Linked DNA regions of Sus scrofa: regions 1 and 2 are each linked to region 3. A link is a contact called in public HiChIP or PLAC-seq data. All regions are on one chromosome and are shown on one strand. The core of a region is the stretch at or near the end of the contact, and the rest is flanking DNA. Distances in the headings are between cores, read along the strand shown. Region 1 has its middle 30 kb from the start of FRY. Region 2 holds the start of FRY (protein furry homolog). Region 3 overlaps LOC110255743 (a long non-coding RNA gene).

Region 1 (4,392 bases), core at 1,308-3,807, 83 kb before region 3:
CCTTTCACAGAGGAAGCACAAAACTCACCAAATATCTGTCGGGAAGTAAAATACAATCTGGATTTTTAAAAGCGCGTTTAACTGTAAGGCTTTTTTGGGGGCTGTACACGCAGCATGTGGAAGTTCCCAGGTCAGGGATCCTGTCATACTGTCAGTGGGGACCTGGGGGCTCCAGGCACAAACTCAGGGGAGCACATGCTTCCTGAAAAGCAGGGTGGTCAGAGTCCCTAGAGGAAGCCTGGAGTCCTCTGGGCCCCCTGAGAATCCTGCCATCACACCCCAGCCATGTCACTGGGGAAATTACCACACCGTCCTGTGTCCCAGTTTTCTACAGAGTGAGATGCTGATAACAATCTCTATCTCAAAGGCTCATTATGAGGATTATATGAATACACAGCAGCAGCCTGAAAATGCCATCCATCACCATGACTGCTTTGGCCAGCATTAGCAAAGCTCTCTCATCACCAAATAGTCTTTTTCTTTTTTGGTCCCGCCTGAAGCATCTGGAAGGTCCCAGGCCAGGGATCAAACCTGTGCAACAACAGTGACCAGAACCACAGTACTGACAAAACCGGATCCTTAACCACTAGGCCATCAGGGAACTCCCAAGCATACTTCTAATATAAAAAAATGAACCTACTCAGAATGTCACAGCAGAGCTGAAACAGGAAAAAGGATCTGATTATAAACGATGTTAAAAAAAGACAGGGCATCTGCACAGATCACAGGGTTTGAATCACTTCGTGAATTTATGTTCTAGACATAAGCCAAGACTCACTGGCAAGGGAACAGGTCCTTGACTAAGAAAGACATCCCTGCCAGGGGACAGGGCTGCTGAGGGAAGCGCCTGGGGCCCATGGGGTGTTTGCAGATCCCAGCTCCCCTTAGACTGCTGGGCAAGTCTGCAATACCTTTGTATCTTCTGAATTCCTTAGCTACTGGATTTAGCTATTGCCTTGTCTGCTTAGGAAATTTTTTGTTTGTTTGTTTTTGCTTTTTAGGGCCGTACCTGCAGCATGTAGAGATTCCCAGGCTAGGGGTCAAATTGGAGTTACAGCTGCCAGCCTATGCCACAGCCACAGCAATGCAAGATCCTGAACCCACTGAGCGAGGCCGAGGATCGAACCCGAAACCTCATGGTTCCTAGTCAGATTCATTTCCACTGCGCCACGATGGGAACTCCAGTAAATGTGTTTTAAACAAACACAACTAATTTGCTTTCCTGTTGTTTCTTCATGTTCTAAGGCCCTTTTGAGAGTCTTAAAAGGCTGCAGACTTCAGCCTCACGGGATAATTCTCAAGACTGACTTTCTCATAATACATAGTAAGAAAAAAAAATCATTTCATTTATAATTCTCCTACATTTTTCATCTGTTTTATTTTTAACTGAAGCTTTCCATATGCCATTAAGCTGCTGAAACATCAGTGATCTCTGGACAGAGGCTGTATGAATTAATAACATATACTGTTTCCCTTGTGAAGTCTGTGTTTTCCCCGGCGGCACCGGTTTGCAAAGACACACGCAGTTCCTGCTAGAAAAGTTCGGTAATTGGGGTCTAGAACTAAAAAAAAGCTTATGCGAACATGCATCCCCCCACATGGTAGCTCATTTCACCACAACAGACACTGAGCACCAGTTCAGAGGCCTGGGCTCATGTCTACAGGGGCTCTGCCCCCGCCATGTCAGCTTCCTGACCTAGAAACCTGGGGGCTCTCAGTTCGTAACTGAAGTTCACATACTTGACCCAGGGAAGAAGAACCGTGAACCGGGTCCAGGCCCCGAGGGCTAAGCTGCACATGGGCCTTTGGAACAAAGAGCCCCACCACTTCCACCCGGGACTCGGAACGTCAGCACTTGCCTTTCTGCTGTGGCCTGCCGCATCCATGCCTGCCTTGATGGTGCCAAGCCATGCGGCTGAGGCTGGCATCGTGAGAAAACACGCCACCTCCTGGCCCAAAGGAGCCGGGCCAGGGGGTCTTGGTTGAAGGAGGCTCAAGGCATGACAAAGGGATCCCAGCCCCTCTCCTCACCCCACCCCAACCCCTACTGCCCTGATGATAAACCCCTTCCCCAAGCGAATGTGTGGCTCACGCCTTCAGAAGAGCTGGGTTCCTCAAGGTCTGTCCAAGCTTCTGAATCCCACCGGGTACAGGGAGCGCCAATTCTGGGCTCTACAGCAGGGGGCTTGCACAGATCTGTCCACAGCAGCCGAGACAAAGGAAACAGCCCTTGGGAGCTTCTCTCCTCCTGGGCTGTAAAAGTGACACCTAGTGGCAGCAAGTAACAAAAACCCCACCACCCCGGAGAAAGGATGCTTCTTGGATGCCATCGACCTGCCTCAGCTCAGCCGGCTTGTAGGTAGTGGAAGTTCATTTCAACATCCAAACCTATGAATCTGTGCTCATTCCAGCTCTTGCTTTTTTAACTGTTGATATATATTCTATTTTTAATTGTTTTCATTTTTTACAGTTTTATTGGCGCTGACTCACAAGGTTGGGATCATTTCTGCCATGTGACAGTGACACAGTGACACATGTACACACATCCATTCTCTCAGATTCTTTTCCCACAGAGATTGTCACAGAATCCTGGGTAGAGTTTTCTGTGCTATACGGCAGGTCCCTGTTGGCCAGTCATTCCATAAACCTCAGCTCTTTCTGTAAGGCATTTTTTAATTCTTAATGTCATATGTGTCTAAGAGTAATTCTGCAAGGTGATGGTGATTTCCCAATAAAGCTATGTCTCCATGAAAAAAAAAAAATCTCCTTAATTGTATCTCTTTCTTTTCCTAAGAGATGATGGGGTAAGCAGAATTTCTAAAACTGTCCTCCAAAGCTGTCCTGCTCTGATGCCCAGAACCCATGAATTTGATGGGCTATCACTTCCAGGATCATGTTACATATGCAACATTATGTCACATGGCAGGAAATGACCTTAAAACAGGGAGATTATTCAAGGGCCCCGGATCTGATCACATGAGCCTGTCAAAGCAGAGGGCTTTCTTTAGCTGGTGGCTGAAGAAGAGGACAGAAGACTGGATCCACCTGAGGTCCCCATGCGCCATGATGGCTTGAAGACGGAAGGGGCCCCAGGTCACAGCCAACAAGGAAACGGGGTCCTCAGTCCTACAGGGGCAAGGACCTGGGTACCACCCACAACCTGAATGACCCTGAAAATAGATCCATCCCTACAGCTGCCAGGCCAGGGTCCAGCTCAGTCAAAACCTTGATTTTGGCTATGGAGCCTTGAGCAGAGATCAAGCTTGGACCCACGCCTGACTCCTTCGCCAAGGAAACCGGGAGATAATAAGTGGGTGTTGTCTTAAGTTGCTAAGTTAGTGGCAACTTGCTATTCAACAACAGAAAACGAATACAGATGGTTATCAAATTTTTGGATTATCCCAAAGTGGAAGCCTCAGAATTAGGACTTCCTTGGTTCTTTAAACATGTACACACACACACACACACACACAGAGTCTAGCCTACCCTGGTACTAAATGCTGCTCTGAGCTACTGATCATAATTCCCTGCTTCTCCACTATTTCAGTGGCCACTAAAAGCTCTCTCATGATCTTTTTTTTTTCATTTTTTTCAAGTTTTATTGGCGTATAGTTGATTTACGATGTTATGATCATCCCGGCTGTAGAACAAAGTGAATCAGCTATACGTGTCCATACATCCATTCTCAGATGCTCATTATCTTTTATCTGGATGACTATCCAGCTTCCCTCTCTCTGGGTTCCCCACCCTTCTCTCGCATCCTAGGCGATGCCGCCAGACTCAGCTTCGTGACATCTAGTTCTCAACCCTGTTCTCTAGGATGATGGGACAGGGATAAAGTCTTCAGCAGTCCATGGCATCGGGAAGAAGGAGAAGAAGAAGAAAGGACAGTGTGCTGATTTTTTTCCATAAAGCTGAATATTTTACATTTGAGAATCTTCTATACTGATTTTCTATGAAATGATAATCATTGAAGTGAGAGACGGCAGCATGAGTGAATGGTCACAATTCTCTCCTGCTGGGCTGTCCCTTTGCAGTGTGACCCGCCAGCTCTTCTGGCAAGAGGAGGACTCCCTTTCTCCACCCCGTGTATCTGAGCTCGCCCGTGTGCCTGGCTTCGGCAACGGCACTTGTGAGCTGCGGCTTCCTCTCTTACAGCAGAAAACCCTTGGACCACACATGAAAGAGCCTGGGCTGGCCCCCTGCGCTTAGAGACCAAGTGAAGAAAGGGCTTTCTCCATCCTAGCTGGCCATCCGGGGAGACCCAGGCACGTGAATGAGCATGTCAGGGACTGTCCAGCCCCCAGTGAGCAGGCTCCGACAGCAAGAGCCTCAGAAGTATGACCAAAATAAATATGCCCTGTTTTGAGCCTTTGCATTTGGGGAGGTTTC
Region 2 (4,280 bases), core at 1,276-3,775, 110 kb before region 3:
ACCAATGAGCTGCCTGCCCCCCTCCCCCGCCCCGTGCATCGTCCTTAAGCGGAGGAGGCCGAGCACCCTAAGGCTTCTGTATTCTACTTTGTCTTCTGCACACACTCCCTCCTCTCTTGACCACTGAAAATATGTAAACTCAGAGCTACCCTAGGCTGTAAGCCAGTCAGTGTTGCAACAAGCTTGAAAGAGCCTCAGCCTTAGGTGTATTTCCTCTTCCTCTTTGAAGAAAGGACTGAAAAACATTTGGACCCCAAAGAACTCTAGAGAATCACCAAGTTCACTCTCCTGCCATAAAGAAATTAAGACAGAAAACAGGTACTGTGTCTTCGGCACCTCTGGAGCTCCACAGCCTGGCACACAGGAGCTGTGGAATAAATATTTGCTGAGTGAACTGAAAGAATTCAAAACTGTGTCCCAGATACCGTCAAAGTAGAAAGGAACAGTCATTCTGAACCATCTCCTGATGTGAGTGTGGGGGGAGCGGAGAGAGTTTAGGCAGGGCGGAGAAAAAATGTGCTTTGGCTAAAGTAATCTGAAAACAGGCAAGGGGAGAAAGATTTTAAAAGAAATCCCCCTGGCCCCAGCATTGTCACAACATAATTTTCTGTCTAACGAGGCAATGACATTGATGGAGGAAAAGAATCTGGCCTTAACGCAGTCAACGTAATGATTGAAAACCACACACCGATGTCAAACTCAGAATGAGTCTTTCCAGATATTGGAAAACTGCTCCATAAAGAATCCTGTACATCCGATTCTTTTCATGAATCAGAGGGTGGAGAGACAAAGGAAGACTCATCCTGGAGGGCGAAGTATTAGACAAATAATGCATCTAAGATAAATGAATTATGGCTCCAACAAAGGAATGCTGTTGGGGTGACGGTGTCATTCCCAGATGGCTTCCCACTTGCAGAAACACAGCCTCAGACAAGCCCCCGAGTGTACACCGGGCTACAAAGTGACCTGGAAAAGATGGTTTCTATGGCTATCATTGAGAGATGCATATCCCCGAATACCTTCAGGCTGAAGGTACTTTGGCTCCATTCTCAAAGCAATTACGGCACAGGTTCTCCTGCCCAGGTTTTGTTTACATACGAACACTCTTGGCCGTGGGTCATTTGTGTAGGAGATAATTAAAATCACCAGCTCTTTGAGCACAGGTAGGTTAATTAGTATGCACAGGATACAACACAGTTTTTTTTTCCAGGAAAATGTTTTAAAATTTCAAACAATTAAGGATGTATAATACCTGCCCGCTGGTCTTTTATCTAAAGCAAGTACAAAAGATGATGGGTGAAATAGAGCAGACTTTGTTTTTCGACTATTCAGAAAATACAAGGCAGCAGTTGAGCACCTGAAGGCCTCATTGTAATTCTGATGCCTCGGAGGTTGTCTTTTTGAGAGACCTTACTGCTAAAATGTTAAGTAGGTCTGAAATGGAACTTCTGAAGTCATAACCTTCTGATATCCCAATAAATGATTTTATGGTCAACACCTCACTTGTTTATGTTTCAGAAAAGCACATTATTTGGACAATAACACACATCGGGATTTTTTTTAGAAATTCAAATATTATGATGGCATCCTCAGCATCATCCACATGGACAAGGGAGAGAGCAAATCAATCAGCAAATGCCTGTATTTTCAAAAAAAGATGAGTCAGGTTTTGGACTCTTAAATACTTTTTTTTCTTTAGACAATACCCTAATATAACAATTACGAAGTGCTGTGAAACCCTGCCACACCCCTCTGATTAAAGCACACTTCACAAAATACTTCCATAAAATCTGCACATATTAAATAAACACCAAGGCAGGAAATGCAGCCTGGAATGCCCCATCCTGCACTGGCCAGCGTCTGAAGGGCCATCTGACTCGAACATTTAATCAGACCAAATTTACTGTAATTCCACTGCAGCCTTTGCACTTCAGGAAAGCCAGTTCAGTCTCTGACATTTTGATTTTCACAGCAGATGGAAGCAGGCAAGGAAAAAAAAAAAAAAAAAAAAAAACCAACTTCCTCGGCTCCCAAGCATATGCGTCCAGTTGAGATTTTTATGTCTCGAACCTTATGCAACATCCAGCAAACAAACAAACAAAGGTTATTTTCTATTACTCACTATTACTCCAGGATTTCAGTAAATATTTGATACTGATCTCAAAGAAGCCGGAATCCTGCTGGCTGGCCATGTCGGCGGCATACAAAGAGGCGGCTCAGACTGGACTGGGAGCCGCTGGAGGAGCAGGTACCGGGCGTGGGGATGTGCCTGTCACAGGTTAGTGATGTAAGCGGGGTCAGCAGCGAGAGGAAGGCTCTGCAGATCTACCTCCGGCGCCGGCAGGGAGTCCTCATTTAAAGGACGCGGAGGAGCAGCAGAGAGATGCTCGGCCGCTCCTCCTCCTCCGGGTCCAGGACGGGCTTCTTATTTGCTGGGTGCCGATCGGAGCCCTGAGAGGCGGCCGCCGCCGCTGCTTTCATTTCTGGGCTGCCAGGACCTGCAACGCCCGCTGCCGGCCACGCACAGGCTCGGCGCCGGCAGGTGGGGACCGAGGAAGTCCCCACCTGCACCGGGATCCGTCCTCCCCGGGAGGGAGAAGGTTTCGCGGAGGCCTCCGGCCGCTCGGGCCGCCGCAGGGCTGAGGGCTGGGCTGGGCGCGCCTCCCCGCGCCCCGCAGTCTCAACCTGGGCCACCCTCGGCCCCTGCCTCGGGAGGAACTGCGGGGGGAATGGCCCAGCTCCCGCCGATCTGCAGAAACGCTCCTGGAGAGCCGGCCGTGCCGCACGGGCTGCGCTCCCCCCGCGGCTGCCCCTGGAATCCACACAACTGTGTCGCTGCAGTAAGGCGAGTGGCACCCTGGGTCTGGTTGCAGCGACGTTTTTGAAAAGCCCCATCGTCAGCCCCGTTGCAGTAGGAAAGCTTGCTAATAACACCAGGATATTGGCCTGGGCTTTTTCCTTTCCCATCACGGCGGAAGCTTCTTCCTCCCAGAAATGCTGTCATTTTTGAGGGGCACCCCCACCCTGGCGCGAGCACCCCAAGGGGACCGTACACTGTGCTTAGGCTTGTTTACCCAAGGCCAGGCTCCACAATGGATCTGCAAACCTGTCTTTTCTAAGAATCACAGAGCCCAATAAAGCTAATTCTTATTTGTATTAAAAAGCTAAGCAAAAGCATCATATTCCTTGCTGCACAAGGGGCTTTTGATTTCATGAAATCTTGATAGCAGGTGTCCTGATTTCAGTTAGCTTTGTTCCATGTTATTAGTTCGCTTGACCAGAGATTAAATAGGCCTAATTTTGACATGCTGCATTTGAGGAGGTGGGATTTAGCTAACCACTGCCGAGAACCATGAATCCTTCCCTTCCCCAGCACACTTATGATTAACATTTTCCAACGGGATTAATCAATTCCATTAATAATTTACAAAAAGTTTCACGCGCCCCTCCCCCACTCCAACATCTACACACAAACAGGACCTGCCAGACTAACATTTGAGAAATGGCAGGGAAAGTATGACACACTTTTTTTAAGATTAAATAAAAAAAAAAAATTCAACACCAAAGAATTTTTAGGACTATGCCCCGAAATGCCCCAAGACACTATCAGTGCAATGAGCCTTCCCAACTCTTTACACAAAAGGCGAGCACCCCACCACCGAGATTTCCAGCTCCACTCATAGCACCCTCTTCTCATCAAGTCTCCTCAGATTGACTTCTTTTTTACTTACATGCACACTAGAGCTGATGAGCTAATTTTGTTTTATCACGTGTACACTTGAATATAGGATTCCAGGTGACACAGGACCCCAAAGATTTACCAAAATGGCTATGACACCTGAAAACAAAGGCTAACATGCATGCCACCTTTTCTGGAGGCTCCCCCACCGTGGATGGCCCTAAATGAACAGGGAGGCTGCAGGGGGCCTGGGGTTAATGAGCACCAACATTCTCAAAACTCATCAGAACTTCCCAGCTATGAGACCTGGGGCAAATTATTAACCTCACTCGGCCTTAGTTTATTTGTCTATAAAATGGGATCATAATGGTACTGACCCCATGGAGTTGTTGGAAACAGTAAAAGATATTATAAATGAAAGTGCTCAGATAGTGTCTTGCGTACAATAAGCACTCAATTAAATTTTTGCCGTATTGATATTTAGTACAAACCCTTAGGTACTCTGAGATAGAATTTTAAAATTTAAGTTAAATATGTTTTTGTATCAGTTAAGATCTACCAGCCTTCTCTCTTTTTTTTTTTTTTTTTTAATGGTTGCACC
Region 3 (4,173 bases), core at 1,563-4,062:
TTTGCTCCATGTATTTTATAATTTTCCGCAATGCATTTATACTGCCCTTATACCAACAAAAAGATATTTTTAATTATAAGAGAAATATTTACCAAGCTCCTAACGTGCCACAAGCATCAGGGCTACAAAGATGAAATCAGGTCACAATTTTCTACCGTGAGCCCCTGGAGGGAGAGGACACAACCCCACGTGCATTGGGACAGCTGGAGGACCTGCTGTGGGAGCACCAAGGCCTGGAGCGCCCCCTGCTGAGGCATCCCAGCTGTAACGTTGGCCATCACAGCGGCAGGCACCCATCTGGCTGCTACAGAGCCGTGAACGGCCGGGAAACACATTGGCAATACTGGGGATAGAGAATGAATTTCCCTATAGACAGTTGGGGTTCTGGTCAAAGAAGCCTCACAACACTAAACAAAAGAAACCCAACACAAACAAAAAAACAGCAACCAGAAAATTCCAACTCACAACATGAAGAACAAAGCAGTAACTTAAACCAATGAATGACAGGTGTGACTTTGGATCGGGACCTCCCGGAGGAGGGACCAGGAGATGCCGGATGTGCTGCTCAGAGGCGTTCTCCCTCCCAGCCAGGCTATTACTCAGAACCGCCTGTTCTCTGCCTCATCAAATCCCACCCAGCCTTCAAGCCCAGCTAGCCCCTCTCCTACGGGTCTCCCCGACACTGTGGTTCTGGAGCATCTCCATCCATTGAGCATACAGTACTTTACCGGACATACATTGTGCAACCGTGTGTGTTTGGCCTGCATTATTTATCTCTTGGATTAAGAGGTCATGTGACAACTTCTTAAAAGGAAAATAATCTCGTTTCTTCAAGAAGGCTGCCAGGTCTTGAGGGATGGTTTAAAAGACAATTCCAGGCACATCAACATTAGGCACGAAATTCCCACTTTTAAAATACGTCATGTTGACCAGAAGTACTTTATTTAGAATGTTAAAGAAGCTCAACATTGAAAAATAAGAACTGGTTAAACTAAATTGGTTGTTTGGGAATAAATGCCATTACAATGTTCTAACTACCCATAGTTTTTTGTTTTTTGTTTTTTGTTTTTTTACCACTGCTATTTTATCCTGATGCATTTATATTTGGGGGGGAGTGGCTTGTTTTTATTTATTTTTGTTTGTTTGTTTTCATTTTGGGCTGCACTCTCGACATGCAGAAGTTCCCAGGCCAGGGATCAAGCCGGCAGCCATAGCAGTGATAACACCAGATCCTTAACTGCTAGACCAAAACTCTCCATATGTTTTATTTTAAAGTCAACAGTAGGCATCTACTTGCCAAATGGTCACATTCTATGATTCTAAAAAGCTGGTTTGGAAATAATTCATTTCTTTAATATCTATCGGATTAGAACTACTAAGTATTTTAGCAAACATGACTACCGCTTGGGAGAGGAGAAATTCACAATCTTGGAAGAATAAGAATGTGCTTTCCTTAAAAACAATTGTCTAAGAAGAGACTGTTAAAGACGCTTTCCTTAAATTCAGCATGAGAAGAAAAGATCTGCTTCTGGGAAAAAGCTGATGAGAATGATAACAACAGATGTTTGGCTCACATCATAAAGCTGTGTTGTGTAAATTCCAGCCGATGTGTTCAAAGACAAGGTAGTGCATTATTTTAAAAGCTTTCTTTTTCTGACGGCCGAGCAAAGGGAAAAGCAGAGGCACATTACAACATTACTCTAGCGCCCTCTGCTGTCCTATTGGCAACACGCCTTTCTGAGTTCCTCATTTGCCTTTTCTAGAGCTATTTGCAAAGGAGCTCTTTGGGAAGCCACTAATGTGTCTGGAGGGGAATGGCTCGTCAAAGAAAACCAAATACCCAGATCTTACAACCTGACGGTGTGCTATTTATGCCCACACACACTGTTTACCGCCCTCTGGGGAGCCAGAGGTAGCATTGTGCGTATTAGACTCTTACAGGTGAGTGGAGTCAGGAAACATTAGGGCTCCAAAAGGAAATCTTTATAATCCTATTCAATGCTTGGTCTGTGGAAAATTTGCAGAGGATGCCATAGGTGACCTGATGAGAGCTGAATGTCTGATGGACACCTGCAGGACTAAACCTGCTTTATTGAAAAGAAGTTGAATAAATAAGATGAGGAAAGCTTAATCACCAGAAGCAACGTCAGCTCTTTTTAAATGGGGGTCAGAAATGCAAATATGCTCCTTTAATACATATAGATTTAGAAGTGACTTCAGATTTGGGAGTCAACCTAACCTGAAATACTAAAATAAATTCATACCTGCTACTCAATAAATATTCTAAAACTAAGGATAAAAGTATGTAAATTATAACTGGGCATAAATGAAGAAATAAACACACAAATTTAATCAACCCAATATAATGAATACAAATCTCTGCAGGAAATAAGCACAAATGCTAATAGGGTTTGTTTAAAGACATAAAATTAATGTTTCATGTTTTTCCTTCCACATCTTTTCTGCTTTTTTTCTTTTGGTCATGACAGGAAGTTACTTTTACAGTGGGGGAAAATACTGAACTCACTTCCAGAAATAGTCTGAAAGGAGAGGAGCTTGCTCAGGTCTTTCTGAATACATATGTAAAGAAAATTAGCACAAGAGGAAGGAGGTATTTTGTCCTCTTCCCCAATTGTCCCAGTTGGTAACTATAAATCCAACTTTTCCTTATGATAATGTCACCTATTGCCTTTTGACTCTTTATCATCTAATCCTAAATCCATCCACAGGCGAGAAGGAGCTGTCCCCATTTCTGGCTATTGCCCGCCGGTCTTTTTCACTGTCACAGCTGAGTAATTGACAATTTATGCAATCCAGTTCATCTGCTTAGCAACAGGAAGGGTGGGGCTCAAAACAGAGGAAAACTACACCAGCAGCATTCTACAATTGTGAAATGAGAAAGGAGGAATGGGGAACTGGCGAGAGGCCATAGGCAACAATTTTCAATACTAAATAAAACTATTTGCAATGCTTTCAGTACTAAATCCCCAAAGATAAGTCCAACAGGGAGTGTTCTATACTCTCCTCATACAAATCTCTGTAATTACAGTCTTCCCAGTGCCATGTGATTAGAATGCCATAAATAGCGCCCAATTGCAAATAAACAGAAAGTTCCTTATCCCTGGATCTCTAAGTGGGTCAATGGGCTTGGCCACAGAGCTCCCCTGAGGGAAGGGCGTGGCCTAGCGGAGAGACGGACTTCGGTTCACACAGGTGCTTTGGCCCCACAGGTGAGGCCCTGCAATACGGTCAGTTCCGACAGAGACCCTCCTAGGCTCACGTCTGCTGCACTTTTTATTGCATCTTGGAGCAGAAAAAAAGGAAGACTGGAGAGAGCCGTGGGGCGTCCACTTGAGTAGCTCTTACTACTCCAGACTTTCCCTTCCTGCCAAACGACTTGACGTTTATGGCCACAAGCTCATCAAAAAGAATGAGAATCCAGACACGATAGGTCATGGGAATCCTGTGTCCCAGTCACATTCTCTTCTTCCATGCATTTAATCAGAAACCTATTAGACTTACAGGGCCGTCATGCTTTTTCTTGATGGCAGCCTGGCTCACAAATGCAGAGAAAAGAACTGAATTGGCTAACTAACAGGAAGTTTGATTTTATGTTTTTGATTAGTCCTTAGGAATTGAGCTCGATCAGCCAAGACTTGACCTTGACTTAAAACATCCATTTCCCCCTTTAACAGATTTCGCGGTTGCTTGAATGGGTTCATTATTTGTTCGGAATGCAAGTTTTGAGCATCTTCTAAGCACACTGCTCCAAGCGCCAAGGTTGTGACAGCAAATAAGACCTCCAAGGCCCCTGCTCTCAGAGCGTACAGTATAGGGGTGTATGTCCACACACAGACTAAAAAGTAAAAATTAATAAACAGATAATTAATAAATAGATAAGCAAGATAACATCAGACAGGAGCAAAGACAGGGGAGCCTTAAAGCCGAGTGACGTGCTACCGGGTGACTATTTGAGGTGGGGAAGTGTCTCTGAGGACGGGAATCAGGCTGAGATGTGAAAGGTAAGAAGGAGCCACAGGTGGGAGGTGGAGCTTCTCGACCAGAAACAGCATTTGCAAAAGCCCTGTGGTAGGAACGGACTCGATGTGTTAGAGAATACGAAGCAATCAGTGTAGCCGGGGTTAAAACAAAGGAGCGACAGAGAACAATACT

What was found. HiChIP or PLAC-seq counts read pairs in DNA pulled down with a chosen protein or histone mark.
Region 1: an H3K27ac HiChIP or PLAC-seq map of alveolar macrophages shows a contact between it and region 3. The contact joins two enhancer-like sites. A contact is called at or near these places in 1 of 5 promoter capture datasets (liver), 9 of 47 Hi-C or Micro-C datasets (alveolar macrophages, brain, fetal heart ventricle and 5 more) and 2 of 2 datasets of contacts at active chromatin or transcription factors (alveolar macrophages and skeletal muscle).
Region 2: an H3K27ac HiChIP or PLAC-seq map of alveolar macrophages shows a contact between it and region 3. The contact joins the promoter of FRY here to the enhancer-like site in region 3. A contact is called at or near these places in 1 of 5 promoter capture datasets (liver), 9 of 47 Hi-C or Micro-C datasets (embryonic fibroblasts, fetal heart ventricle, fetal skeletal muscle and 5 more) and 2 of 2 datasets of contacts at active chromatin or transcription factors (alveolar macrophages and skeletal muscle).

Annotation. Positions count from the first base shown.
Region 1 is chr11:8,486,651-8,491,042 of Sscrofa11.1, reverse strand. No RefSeq gene overlaps it. Among named protein-coding and RNA genes, the nearest start is that of FRY, 30 kb to the left of the region's middle. Within about 2 kb of position 2,557, at least 6 of the 83 cell types and tissues checked have an H3K27ac peak or open chromatin away from gene starts, as enhancers often do. A contact at or near this core is called in alveolar macrophages, where this site is marked.
Region 2 is chr11:8,516,759-8,521,038 of Sscrofa11.1, reverse strand. It overlaps FRY (protein furry homolog), which reads right to left and starts at 2,525. Exons shown (of 65, transcript XM_021065177.1): 1 at 2,123-2,525. The coding sequence starts at 2,192.
Region 3 is chr11:8,403,975-8,408,147 of Sscrofa11.1, reverse strand. The region is part of intron 1 of LOC110255743 (a long non-coding RNA gene); the gene reads right to left. Among named protein-coding and RNA genes, the nearest start is that of FRY, 110 kb to the left of the region's middle. Within about 2 kb of position 2,812, at least 32 of the 83 cell types and tissues checked have an H3K27ac peak or open chromatin away from gene starts, as enhancers often do. A contact at or near this core is called in alveolar macrophages, liver, retroperitoneal adipose tissue and 2 more, where this site is marked.